Linked DNA regions of Zea mays: regions 2 and 3 are each linked to region 1. Evidence: chromatin contacts called from public Hi-C data. All regions are on one chromosome and are shown on one strand. Each heading gives the region's core, a stretch centred on a gene start, on an enhancer-like site or on the middle of the called end of the contact. The rest is flanking DNA. Distances are from core to core; before and after follow the strand shown.

Region 1 (4,626 bases), core at 1,027-3,526:
TAATCGAAGACACTGCAGAATGATAAATATGGAAGAGAACACATGCTAGTATAACTAGAGTGAAGTTAAATGTTTACTAGCATGAAATGTTGTTCTTCCTTGTTGATTGTAATCCTTGAGTGATAGATTGCCACTTAGCATTTCTGGAAGTAGCTTATTAGGCAGTAGCAAATTAGGAGCATGATATTGTGCATGTATCAGCCTGATTGAAGGGCATGCTTTAGTTTGCTTATAATAGCTTACTTAAGCATAGCAATACTATCAGGAAAAAATCCCGAGTTTGATAGCACAAAACCAAGACCACCTCCACTATTCGCATGAGTTTTTTGCTTTGGTTGTGACCTCACCGGCGATGTGTTCAACTGTTCATCTTCATCATTGTATCTCCGGCAAGTTCTAACATTCCTCACATAAATAAAAGACAGAATAATGTAAGTATATGTATCCTCCATACCTGTAGCTTTCTTTGTCAACATAGTAATTTGGTCTTCCAACTGTTGCTTTTCAGCCTCCAGAGAAGCAATACGGGTTTGCTCTTTGGCTAGTTTTTCTTGCTCTTGTTGCCTCAGCTGGGATTGTTCAGCTAATTGTTGTTGCTCCTGTTGCCTTAGCAGTGACTCTTGCTGTGTTGCAATATTGTTAGTTTAGATGTAATGATTAGAGAAAGCGTGAAACAAGATAAACAGGCAGATTTTTTTGAATAAACCTTACCTTTAGCTGTGCCTGTAAATCTTGTATCTCCTTTTCCATGGCAACAGATTCCTCACTTGATGTTCCCATTGTATATCCACTGTAAGTGTGGCCCATTTGCTGCTGCAGGGTATTTAGCTGTGCTCTCAAGGAGGCCGAGTCTTCTTCTGCCTGTACATTTCCAGATTAGCCAAGTGATCATAATGCTGATAATGATCATCTTTCAATAAATACCCTATACTGTTCTTCCTCTGCTTCCTTGAGTCGTTTCTTCATGCTCCTGAGTTGAGCTAGAGCATCCTCCTACTCAGCATACCAGGCAAAAGACATAATGAGATGGCATGCATAATTAGACCATCACTCCATCAGACACATGATAGCACAAATGCAACAAAAAACAGGTGTTCAATACCTTAGCAACTACAGCAGCATCTTTCTCCAAATAAATGTCATTCAAGCTTTTTTTCAAAGAGGGCACTACATTCCGCTCCTGCAGAAAACAAATCAAGCCATTTTTTAAAGGCAACGAAAAACAGGAGCTCAGCAGTCAGCACCAATAACAATATACTCAGAGGCTCACGAGATCATTCAAACGGTTTACAAGGGCGTCCTTCTCAACTTCCTTCTCAGCGATCTAGCAGAGGTAATCAACGTCAGAACCTCCAAGTAACAATGAAACCAAATTGCATATAAAGTACCTTGGACAAGAGCATTTTGTTTTCCCTCTCCAATTCCGTGTTGCCATTTTCAAGTTCTTGAACTCGAGCAAGATGCTAGTATTCATACAAAAATGCTCGGTTACTGGTTACACTCTAAAAAACACCAGGGACTCATATTTGCAACCAGAATGCAATTTATCAACAGTCGAGTGCTCGTGAAGACGTGAACGATATAAAATGCTAAACTGACCTCAGCTCCAGCTCTTTGGTTCCCTAAAGATCATCAGCATTGGTAGAGACACACAGTGACACAGGGAAGGAAAATACAGCACAAAGTTAGCATCAAACCAAACTAAAGCAAATTAAGAGATCATCCGAACGAAAAGTCACCGAGCGAGGGTTGGAGAGAAGGATGTACCAACCGTGAGAGTCGACGTGAGACGCCGCGATCGGGACGGCGTGTTGCATCCTCTCCGCGGCTCTCTTCTGCCGAATCTCCTCCAGCTGCCACAAACACGCGCACAAGATGACATAATTGTCACCTCGGGTCTCAGATCTCAGAAGCTGGTACTATCGGATCACGGATCTGCGTGCCATCTCATTTGAAAAAAGGTCGAAATAACGAGAAACGAGAAGGGGACGTACGGTGCGGCGGCCCCGCGAGGCGTGGGCTTCCATTGAAGTGTCGGCTCAACGGCCAGTGGATCGATTGGGAGCTCCGGTTCTAGGCGGCGGGAGCTCCCTGGTTCCCGCCGTTCCCCGATGTTGCGGATCCGGCCGAAGCTCCCTAATTCCCTCCGTTCTGATGCTGTGGGTGGGTGGGTGAGGCGAGACAGACGAACGGGTGAGGAAGGACCGAAGGACGGATGCGAAGCTTCGGGAAATGATGAAAGAGGGCAGGGTGAGACAGATGCCATGTTTGTTGTAGAAGTCGAACCACGCCGGTAAGAGCCTATTGTTGGTAGAAGCGGAGTTAGTTCATGATTTTAGTTGCTTGTGCATATTCGGAACAACTTTATCTATCTGATTGGTTGCCCGTATCAATTTATCTCGGGTCATCGTATGTGTTAATTTTGTTTGAACTTATATTTGTTTGTTTTGATTTTGTTTGAGCTTATGTTTATTTATTTGTATGTGACCACATGAGTAAATATAAACCAACTCATTTTAAAATTATTAACCTGCATCACTCCATACACTTAAAACTACCGTATCCAGCCGGCTAGGACGCGTCTAGCCTGTCCATACATGCCTAGCTATCCAATCAAGTCTTATATGGTTATGTGTAGATGTCTATTAGACAAGAGTGTATAAATAAAATTTTAAATACGATATAGAACATAAATATAGAATCAGTTTGGCTTGAGTGCCATTGCAAAAGCGTAGCCCATACAATGCAGGTTGCATGCCCACGTATGTAGCCACCTACCGTCTCCGTGGAGCCTAGCCATAAACGGATTCGAAGGGATAAAGTTGGCCATGGCTCCCTTTTTATAATCTCATATACCTAAAGTTTTCAATCTGTTTGTTTGGATTAATCTGTACCGGTTTCTACTGTTTCTACAGTGTTTTTGTCTCTATAGATTGCAGTTGCAGCAGTCCAAACAGTCGACTTTAATCTGAAACGAACAATCCATTTAAATGGGCTAAAATAGTCCCGTTCTAGACCTGCTCATCGGATCGGACCAGTCCTCATGATTCATGTCCTCCTCATTGGTCTTGTCTTCACATATATATGTTTGGTCCCATTTTTTCTTACGCCGCCTGAGCTAGTCCACCCGGATACCATGTTCTAGATACCGTTCACTGTTACCACCTTCTCGACACGAGGCGTTGTCCGCCACCTTCATGTGTCCCCATCATGTTTGTTGTTGTCACGATGTCGTCCCGCTTGACAAGTCTGATCTTACTTGTCGCGACGATATGATCTATCCCCATCGACTTGGTGAACCAGCGAGTCCTGGCTCCCAATCGGAGATGCCACCTAACCTCGCCTCTTTCCCAGCGCTTCCGCTCTTCGAAGAGATCGACATTTTACAGGGTACGCACGGTTTCTATTCGGCCAGCAAGAACTAACAACATTTTTTTGCTTATTTTGTTCATATAGTTTTCTTATTTGAAATTGTATTATACATTGATATGAAACTTGTATTAGTTTTTAAGGTCTTGCTTGATTTCTGTCGATGATTTTCTTGACCCTTCATGAATTATTGTCTTGTCGCTTTAAAACTCTTGGCTACAACTACACGTCCGCAACAGTGAACCAATCACGTGGACGCCGTCTAGTGAGGATCACACGTCCGCCCTCAATTTTTGAACTAAACCGTAACAAATAAAAAAAAACAGAGTAAGTTTAAATTTAAAGTCAACTCACGAACTGGCTCGTTAACAACATAAGTTTTAGTGGCTGAGTTTATTAAGAAATACAAACAGACGAGTCACTGATTAATTGAGTCGAGCAAGCTACCGACCTACCTGTGAGCTTTTCGTATTGTTACTTTGCCTCCAAGCGATGGAAATGCTATCCCAGCCAGGCCTACTGTGGGCCTGTCTTTTGCCGAACAAATCTTTAAAAAGCTTTACTGGTATAAAAATTATAATAAACCATGGGTCCGACGCTGACAACATCCAATTTATTACTCAATTTATGTTCCTCATGGACGCTGACAAATACCTTTCAGAACCTGTCAATGTCTGGCTGTTTGTGATGTCCGGCAAAGAACAGTTCTGAAAAGGCGAACTCGAGAAGACCTTGTGCATTTGCATAGGATGTAGTGGTCGGACACGTCTAGCATAATAAATTCGACAACATATAAGAGATGATATTAGATGCATAAGTTTTTAGTTGGAACACACCATAACATATACTATCCTTTCTCGAATATTTGTCGAAAGCTAATTCATTTTTTTAACTAAACCACAACAAATAAAAAAGAACGAAATAGAGTACTAATAAAGAATCTACGAAGTAGTTTACATTTCCACAAGTGACCATGATTGGTCATTTCGTTTTCAAGCTTCTGCCTGAATTCACACAGAATGAACCTAACACGTACACTCCACCTAATTCCATATCATAATAGTAGTCTGGTCGAGTTATAATAGATTTTCGCTGCTCTGCCTAGTTCCAAATTTCTGACATCTTACATGTCCTATCTTGGGCCAACAAATATATTTACAAATGAAAAAATATTGCACAAGTCTACCGTCCCTCAACCTGAACAAGATTTGAGGACACATGGCAGCAGTCAATGCCTCTGGCTCTGCATCTGACAGA
Region 2 (4,626 bases), core at 1,461-3,960, 850 kb after region 1:
GGCTTATATCTTAACTTTGGAAAGTGGTGGAATGTCAAATTCCAAACTAAATAAGTTACTTTATTGAGTGAATTCCAATTTCTCTAAAATGAAGGGATCCAAACGCCCCGTTAGAGAAAACAACGGGCGGTGGGTGGAATTGTCCGAAGTGAGGTTTGATGTTGCGTTGTGGTAGCCTCGCCAGAGGAGTCGTCAGATTTGAAGCCGCTGCTAGCCTGCTACCCTAGCTCGAGACCCGTTGCCACGAGATGAGTGTTTCCTAGGGCATGTTCTGGTCAATTTCGATTACTGAGTGGATTGAATGGATTTCAATCCCTAGTAAGTTAAAATCTCTTTCAATTTATATCAATTCATATGGATTGGAAAATAATCGAACAAGCCTCTAACTGCTCGCCTTCCACGACCTTCCACCTGGGCGTAATTGTGGACGGCCCGGGAGGCATATAGCTTGCCAGCGCTTGACATCCGCGCCTTCGAGCAGCGCCGGTCCTGACAAATTAGAGGACTAGAGCAAGACTTAAAATTGGGGCGTTTATTTGTGTAATATATATTGCTAAAAATACTCAAACATGTATACAAATATTCATCTCAAGAAAAAAAATCCTTCTAACATGTCTTGAGGTGAAGTTATGGATGATGACATCAATATCAATGTCCACTAATATCTTCTCGATAGAGTAGCAAACTATTTAGTCTTTCTCGCCATGTTTTAGACCTTAAATATTTTAATTCAGCGGCTTCAACTTTGAAAACTACTTTCAGCTGATGCAACAGTCTTAGGACAATCATAGGTCACACATCGCAAACTCGTTTGAAGTGATCTACTAATTGCTGGCGACATGTAGTAGCCGCTAGGCGATCCGAGAATAGACACATGAATCATTTGTGCGCTGCATGGGCCAAGCACTCTGAATTAGTTATTTATCACAAGTATCACATGAGTTGGAATTAAATACTGAATACATACAGTAATACGTTGCTGACATGGCCTATTAGAGGTGGGGCCCATGAAACTGGGGGGGGGGAACTGCTCCCCCCTCTAGGCCCGACCCTGCCTCCGAGTGTCTTCACAACTCTCAGGATGATACAAAACGAGAGGATAAATCCAGAAAGAAGAGACATATGTTGTGGTGCATTTTTAGGGACTTTTTAAAATTAGTGTCTTTAGTTTAGCACCACTGTTCAGTTTTATCTCTCTAGTAGTAAAAACGCCTCATCCATTATTGTATAGAGGGATAAAATTGAGCAGTGGTGCTAAACCAGGAGTATAGATTTAAAAATCCTAAAAATTATGTTATTTAGGACGGTGCGATTTGCGACTGTGCGGTGGGATCAAAGGAGAGACTTATTTTAACGAGGTGTATGGTAGTTGTGCTACCAACCAAACTTACATCATCTCCAACAAGAAGCCCTGTATTTAAATCCTAAAAATTGAAATATGAATTAATTCAAAGTGTTTAGGGCAACAAAAACATTTGCATCTCCAACATTTGAGTCATATATCTTGTTATTAGAAAATATATTGTGTTATTTAGGAGATAACATGTTAGAAATACTATATAAAACTAGGATAAGCCCTATCATATGGGGTCTTGTATTTAGAACCTGAGAGGTCGAGTTCTATAATTATTTGATGATTTTTTATGAAATATGTCCCTTGTTGGAGCATATTTTTGTGTTAGAATCCTACATTTCAAAATAGGACCTCGTCCAAGGTTCTTCTTGAAGATGCCCTAAATCTCACTTTTCCACCATCCTATAAAAGATTCTACCAATCTAAATCTCAGCTTCTTCAGCGATTACCTCTAATTTCATCTCCATACACAATGCACCACATTTCTACTATATTTTAAATTTAACTCCATATATATATATATATATATATATATGTCAGTCTAAAATGGTATGTGTATATTGATTAGTCTAAAATGGTATGTGTATATTGATTACGTGTTTAATTTGTATTTTTTATAAAAAAACATTAAGCAAAATAAGAAAGAAAAATACGTCCCTAAATTTAGGATGTTTCTTAGAGACAATCACCGTGGTTTTAGGGAGCTTTAGGCTCTATTTAGGACAACTATAGCTCCAGAAAATTTTGTAGAGTTGGTGGATCGGGTCATTAGGTGTTCCATAAAATCGTAGAGTTGACGTTGTAAGCCTTTAGAAGACATTTAGATAAACCATTTGTTTATTATTTAGATTAAAAATATTTTTAAAACTATTTAAATTAATATTATAAACTATCACAAACACCCCTTTAGAGCATCTCCAAAAAACTAGCTAAATATCTTGTCAAACTAACTTTTATCTACTTAATAGCATAAATAGCTCTCTTTGTTAAGCTATCTGGCTCTCTAAATTAACTCTTTCACTAGCTAAATTTGACTAGCAACTCTCGCTATCTAAACTAACTTACATATTAGAGAGTCTGTTGAAATGAGACATTATATATAGAGTTTAATATTTATAGATAGACAAATAAATAGTTAAATAAAGAGTTAAAAATAAAGAGTATGTCGAAGATTAGAGAAGCTTTGAAAACAACCGTTTCGTCAGTCTAAAGCCCCAACTCATCTGCAGTCCAGACTGCGCCTGTCGTCCAAGTCAGTCCACAACGGACCACCTAACCAAACAAGGCCACATTGGGTGCACGGGAGGAGGCCTGGGCTGCCACAACCCACAAGGAGGCCAGGGACCAATCACAGACAGTCATCTTCTCCCGTTCACGTAACGTGCACTAGGGTTTATGGTTTAGGGCGACCGCCGCCGTCCTACGTCCAGCGGCCAGGTTTTCTTCTGGCCCTCTGCGCTGACTACAACCCACCACCTCCGGTATGCCTGCCTCTTCTTTTTCCTCCATGCCATGTAAAATTTAGCATCCGAACCCTAACTTGAGCTATTTGGGTTTAGGGTTAGGTTTTGGATTTGGAGACATGGCGGAAGTGGTGGACAAGCTCAAGGACTACGATATCAAGAAGGAGGGAGAAGCAGAGATCCTCCTGCACAAGAAGAACTCCGTCTTCTTTAATCCCGTGCAGGTCTGGAAATTTTCCATTTTTCGTATTATTTCCTTTTTAAAAAATGAGGGTGTTGTTCTATCGGTTCCTTATCTCTGCACCCTTAAATTTGCTTGTAGCGACTTAATGTAGTGACTTGTTGACTTCCAGCTGATAATTTATCTTTACCGCTTGTAGAGCTCATGCTTTGTGGTATTCTTGAGGGTTCCAGATTGAGTGTGTTGGGTGGTGATTGCCTGATTGGTATGGGATAGGCTTCAAGTTTATCCAGTTCTACCATTAGCGTGCTTTGTGCCACAATTCATTTGCATTTACTAGTACTTCACATAGACCTGTAGCGGTTAAGCTGTCTATTGCACAGAGACCAAACAGCGAATTGTATTTTTGTATGTGCCTTGTTATCTTGCTGCCAACTGATTTTCTTTGGAAATCAATTAGTGATCAAGTTGTCCACTCCAAGTTTACCTCATTCTACCAGTTTGTGCAGTTAAATGAATTTATCCACACCTATTTTCTTATCATGGTGTATGAGAACAGTGTAAGTTTCAAATTGCTTAGATATATTGCAAATTCAAAACAGTAGATTGAACTTCTGCATGCAATATTCTGGTATTGAATTATGCACCTGGCAAAAGAAGTCTAATGATTTTACAACAACAACAACAACAACAACAAAACCTTTTAGTCCCAAGCTAAGGTAGGCTAGAGATGAAGCCCACCAGAAGCCACAAATCAAGGTTCAGGCACGTGAATAGCTGTTTTTCATTTGCTTCTATTTAAGGCTAAATATCTGGCAATATTTTATCCTTTCAAATATCGTACTGCCTCTTCCCATGTCAACTTCAGCTTTCTTCAGCCTCTTCCCATTACTATCGCACCTTAGGATTCCACTACTCATTGGTACCTATAGAGGTCTTATTTGGATTTGTCCAAGTCATCTCAATTGGTGTTGGACAAGCTTTTCTTCAATTGGTGCTATCCGTAGCCTATCACATATATCATTGTTTTGAACTCGAACTCTTCTTCTATGGCCACAAATTCAATGCAACACACATATTTTCGCAATACTTATAATTGAACATGGTGTCTTTTTGTAGGCCAACATTTTTGCACCATACAACACTAACCTCAGATTCTTAGATCCTACACGCAAAACGTCTATTGGTGTCATCAAAAGAGTCATCCGACTCAAATGTTGTATCCCTATTCTGTCCATTGAACGATTGGTCAAAATACTCTCGCCATCTATGCCTAATGGTTTCACATTAGAGTAATTATTATGGCTTCATTGAAGAAGACACCGGTTTCAAATTGTGATGTAACTCCCTGATTTTTTCCCTAACAGATACATAGCTATGAAACATTTCTTTCTCGAATGAAAGTAGTTAGGGGTAATATCCCAGTTATACCATCATACAGATTTCTGAAAATTGAAGTTTACTGCTTTGACTAGGTTCACAACAGAGACATGTCCATTGCTGTTTTAAGGACCTTTGTTGCCAAGCGTAAGGAAGAACATGAAGCGCTGGTGGACAAGAGGAATACATCACATAAAAAAAATAAACAAAGTGAAACATCCAGTCAAAATGGAGAGGATGCGTCAACT
Region 3 (4,626 bases), core at 857-3,356, 700 kb after region 1:
CCACCAACAGAATGCAAATCTAGAGCACCACATAGAAATGGCAAAATAAGTCATCCAAATAACAAACTGTGAGTATAAAAAATGATAGTTTCACATGATGGATATTTTAAATTAGACTCGTGGCTATTATTGCTTCATTGTGAACAATCAGTTCATCGTTCAGTCAATTATGTTTATTCTAATGGATCAGCTCCCCTTGAAAAAGGTTGCACGGTAGCATATTGAAAGGGGAAGCTGAGAATTCACCTGAATAACAATGTTCTATTGCCAAATACCACTATAGTTGCCTCCATCCATTTGTTTAGCCACCTCAAAAGAAACTACGAATGTCATTTTGAATCACCCAATGATGTGAATGTATTCAGTTCAACACCAAGAATGCATGCCTCCAAGTGCTACCATTGTCTCCTACATATGGAATTGTAGATTTCACTTAAAAGTAAATAATTTGAGTTCCTGTATGTATGAATGAAATATGTTCATAAACCTTAATGCAAGCAGAAATTACGACCTGACACTAGGAGTAGGCGAATTCTAATGGACACACACTCATAACACATATCAGATAGCTATGAAGACTTCTATCATATGATTTGTAATTGTGCAAAAGTCTGGCCCCAAGGAGCCATCCACATCAAGGACCCTCAAGAATCCCACAAAGGAGGTACCATTTTGTATTGTATATCACAACTGAAACCATATTGAGGTAAGGGTGGGGTTAAACAAAGATTACGGCCATAAAACTAGAAGTCGATTGCAAATTGAGATATGAAACATGAGATTTTGTGAAATATAAATGAAATGATAACAAAACATGGGAAAAATTGAACATGAATCTGGGACATACCATTTGCCATGTCGATAGACTCAACATGCACCTGCAGCTCACTCAGCAAATCTGGAATTTTCCGAAGCATGCAGATCAGTATTCATCAGGTATGAGAAATGACATCTGAAACTAAATGCAACTAAGGTCCACATAGTCAGCTTGAAGGCTGTTACAATCTGCAAGTTGAAACAACATTCTAGATTATATAGGCAGACTGTAATCTGCTTCCCCTCAACTTGCAGATTGTTACACTCAACAGGGCTCAAAACATGCCTATGCGTATAACCATTAGATAGATGTCAGTTCTTCAAACAATCAGGTAAGAAGAACACAAGTACAACGAAAAGCCGCATAGAAATATATCTCCACCAATCTTTTCATATTTTTTGGTAAAGGGAGGGTCATTTGTCTAAGCGTTACTGTTCCTTGATGTAAAGCGGAACAACAATAACAAAGCAAATTGGGGTAGGCTAGAGTTGAAATTATGAGCCAGAATAACAAAAAAAAAATGCCTGCCCAATTCCACATCTATAACCATTACTTTGAAGCAATTTGGGCCAGACTAGAGTTGAAATTATGAGCCAGAATAACAAAAAAATTTGCGTCTGCCGGGAGTCGAACCCGGGTCTATTGCTTGGAAGGCAATTATCCTAACCGTTGGACTACAAACGCTGTTATGTGTTAACTGAAATTCATAGTTTTAATACTAAACTTGCAACGCTAAAACTGAAAGATCTAAGCGTAGAAGCCAACACTAGCATGCGTGTTCAGCGAATTTAAGCAGGAGATGTGGGAAATGCATCCTGCAATCATGCAATATAATTGACCCATACCTTCGATGTCGTCGTGGGTGATGCCCTGCGCCTCCAGGACGGCGGGCGGGGTGCTCATGAGCAGCGCAATCTCCCTCATCCGGCTCACCACGTCCATCATCATGTGCTGCTCCACCGCGTCCGCCAGCCACCGCCGCTCCTCCTCTCTGTTGATTGGCACCACCGAAAACCAACACGCGCTTCAGCCACGTCTACAAAGAGAAAAGCAGACATGCGCTGACTTCTCGCCAGCAATCCAACATTCCCTTACCTGACGGCGCGAGAGGGTCCCGCCCCGTCGACGTAGGAGAGGCTCCATTTGAGCAGCCCCGCCCAGCTCAGCCGATCCCCCGCCATCTGTCCTCCTCCCTTTATGCTTCTTAATCCGACGGCGCTTCCGGCGAAAGCAAACCACCGCGCGTCCGGTTTCTCTCAGCGGCTCCCAAAGCTGGTGATGTGTGTGTTCGATCGCGGCGACGCGAGATACTTACACTTCTGGATATTGGGAAGCGATGATGATGATGACTCTTGTATAGCCAAAACGCCAAATGCCGTCACACTCACACCACGTGGTGGTGGTAGGAAGGTTGGGGATAGGGACGGATCTCTCTGGAAATTACTAGGTTGTTCGGGCCCACGCAGCGGTTGCTCCGTGGGCCGGAACGGCCCGTGCTGCACCGGGTCAGGTTAGGTTTTCTGACACGGCCCAGGGCCTTTTCTTCCCTCTCTGTTTCGGCTGTTCGTTTCGACTGTTCATTTGCATCCACGAGCGCCGTGGAGGGAGGGGATGGGATGGCAGCAGTGAGCTCGGTCTGTGTCCTGCCTCTCGCGCCGCTGAGCCAGTGAGCCGTGCTGCTAGGAATGTGTTGTAGGGAGGAGGGAAAAGGGCTTCGAGTACTCCGCAACTCGCGAGGTATGGACTGCGGCGCGGACGCCCTGCTGCTGCTGCCATGGCCGGGGATGCGGAGTTGCCTCTCGAAGAGGCGGAGGCCGCGATGAGATCCGCCGACGACGACAGCGTCACGGCCACGGTGGTCAATATGTACCACTTTTAATATTTGATGGACCAGTTAACAAAAGCTTTACCTGATCGAATCCTAAAATGACTTACATTTGGCATAGGATGCATTAGTTACTAGTTAGAGCAGCTGGCACCTCCCTTCGTCAATAAACCATATTTCCTGTACGAGGCTGGCCGTTGTCATGTTTATGTTCCTCATGTGAAATCTGATCATACAACTGATCTTATCTACTTAGATGATACTGCACACAGCTGTCATGTTTATGTTCCTCATGTGAAATCCGACCTTATAGCTGATCACCTATGCTATGTATCTACCATATTTAGATGATACTGTATACTTAAGTTAGTCTTTGCCTAGCTACTCTGTCCGCTCGAATTAATTTTATGCACATTATGTGTGCTGCTTATGCTAATAATGCTCTTAAGATGCATGTGTCTTACTGTCTTCAACATGTCCTTTTCTCAGGTTTTATGTCATTATGAAGACTGGTTAGCTCCTTGCTTTTGTTAGGTCTGTTCAAATTAGCCTGATTTCTTCTCATTTATTCAAGTTTGTGAGTAACAAGTTATTGTACAACAGATGCTTCGTAAATTCTATGTCGCACTTGAACCACATCGTGCTTCAATCTGAATCTTGCAGTAATAACATGTTTTGATCAGTTGCGTTTCTGGGGTGTTCATATATGGTGCCTTTCACACCAAAAGGTGATAGGGCTGTTACTGGTGTTGGGGGGATGAACACCTCGGCACTTTGGATGAATTTGATATTATTAACATCAAATCTGCCTGAATTGTTGTGCAATATACACTAATAACTCTGAAACTGAAATCTTGTATCTTATATTTCTCTGTTGCTTGCATGTTGAAACTGGGGCTGGTTAGGCATTGACTTCTGGATAGGGACCTTGGAAACAGAAGCTACATCTACATTTAATATTATATAAATTTCTGTTTGTTATTCTTCTAGAAGAGCAAAATATCTTGATCGTTCCTTTGTGAATTGTGCCAAGTGAGCTGTGAGGATATATAGAGAAGGTGGGAATGGACTGGCTACCTTGCCTACCTATTGCTGGACTATGGTCTATGGAGTTTGGAGTATGGACATTTGCAGCCTCCGCATAGCCTGGTGATTGGGAATGGACATGTTTTTTAAAGATGTGTCTTGTATCGATTATTTTTCTTCTAAAATGAAGGTGATATCATTTTATTCTGAATTGAACGTCAAGACATCTATATTTGTGACCAATGCCCGGGTGTGATTGCAGTTGATGGTGTTGAAATTGCTTCATCGACTTTGGAATAGCAGAGGCTGTGGGCTGTGGCTAGACCACAAGGAATGGGGAGGAAGCTTCTTGTCAGCTCTCCCTTTCTTCGCAGACAAGGAGTTATGTATCGTGTATTCATGACTGATTGAGCATGACAGCATCTGAAGTTTCTTTGTTCGTTGTGTAGATCTGACCTATCTACCCCTGACGTGGAGCACATGCCAAACTTTATTGACTTTTGGAATCTGGCTATTTTGTTCCTGTACATGTGAAGGTCAATTGGTCTGGGGTTTTTAAAATACAGTAATTGGTTTACGGGTTTTTTTGTTTAACCAGAAAATGTGCCGTATAATTAAGGGAAAAAAATAATATAATAGCTTAAGGAGACCTTTTTGACTCTGTATTCGCCGATGAGCATCTAGTAGTGATTTGAAAGTGACTGGAAGCGAAGTTGTTGCAGCAACGGCGACCATTCGCAGAACCATCTATAGCGGCGAATATGCTTTCGCCGAGAAGCAAAAGCGGATGCCTTACGGCAATATATTTCAAGGGCCAGAAAGGAATTTTTAAGAGAACGTTGACCACAAAAAGCAAAGAGTTAATTAGGGGGTGTTTGGTTCTGTGGACTAAAGTTTAGCCCGGATCACATCAAGCGTTTGACTTTCAAATATGAGTATGAAATATAGACCCAACCAA

What was found. A called contact is a pair of places that touch in the nucleus more often than the background predicts.
Region 2: a Hi-C map of tassel shows a contact between it and region 1, with 2.2 times the contacts expected there. The contact joins the promoter of LOC100382564 here to the promoter of LOC100283137 in region 1.
Region 3: a Hi-C map of tassel shows a contact between it and region 1, with 5 times the contacts expected there. The contact joins the promoter of LOC100275241 here to the promoter of LOC100283137 in region 1. A contact is called at or near these places in 2 of 25 Hi-C or Micro-C datasets (endosperm and tassel).

The regions. Positions count from the first base shown.
Region 1 is chr1:38,983,406-38,988,031 of Zm-B73-REFERENCE-NAM-5.0, forward strand. It overlaps LOC100283137, which reads right to left and starts at 2,277. Exons shown (of 15, transcript NR_178182.1): 1 at 1,995-2,277; 2 at 1,772-1,853; 3 at 1,600-1,622; 4 at 1,389-1,463; 5 at 1,271-1,324; 6 at 1,103-1,180; 7 at 925-993; 8 at 712-861; 9 at 455-623. LOC103634282 (serine/threonine-protein kinase ATG1c) reads right to left here. Exons shown (of 13, transcript XM_008655843.3): 13 at 4,277-4,626. The coding sequence ends at 4,598.
Region 2 is chr1:39,828,300-39,832,925 of Zm-B73-REFERENCE-NAM-5.0, forward strand. LOC100382564 reads left to right here and starts at 2,711. Exons shown (of 13, transcript NM_001353444.1): 1 at 2,711-2,835; 2 at 2,914-3,041; 3 at 4,474-4,626. The coding sequence starts at 2,937.
Region 3 is chr1:39,679,028-39,683,653 of Zm-B73-REFERENCE-NAM-5.0, forward strand. LOC100275241 reads right to left here and starts at 2,107. Exons shown (of 6, transcript NM_001149376.1): 1 at 1,913-2,107; 2 at 1,663-1,808; 3 at 848-898; 4 at 1-19. The coding sequence starts at 1,998. TRNAG-UCC (transfer RNA glycine (anticodon UCC)) reads right to left here and starts at 1,501; the gene lies at 1,430-1,501. LOC109943141 (a long non-coding RNA gene) reads left to right here and starts at 2,371. Exons shown (of 2, transcript XR_002265829.3): 1 at 2,371-3,858; 2 at 3,931-4,326.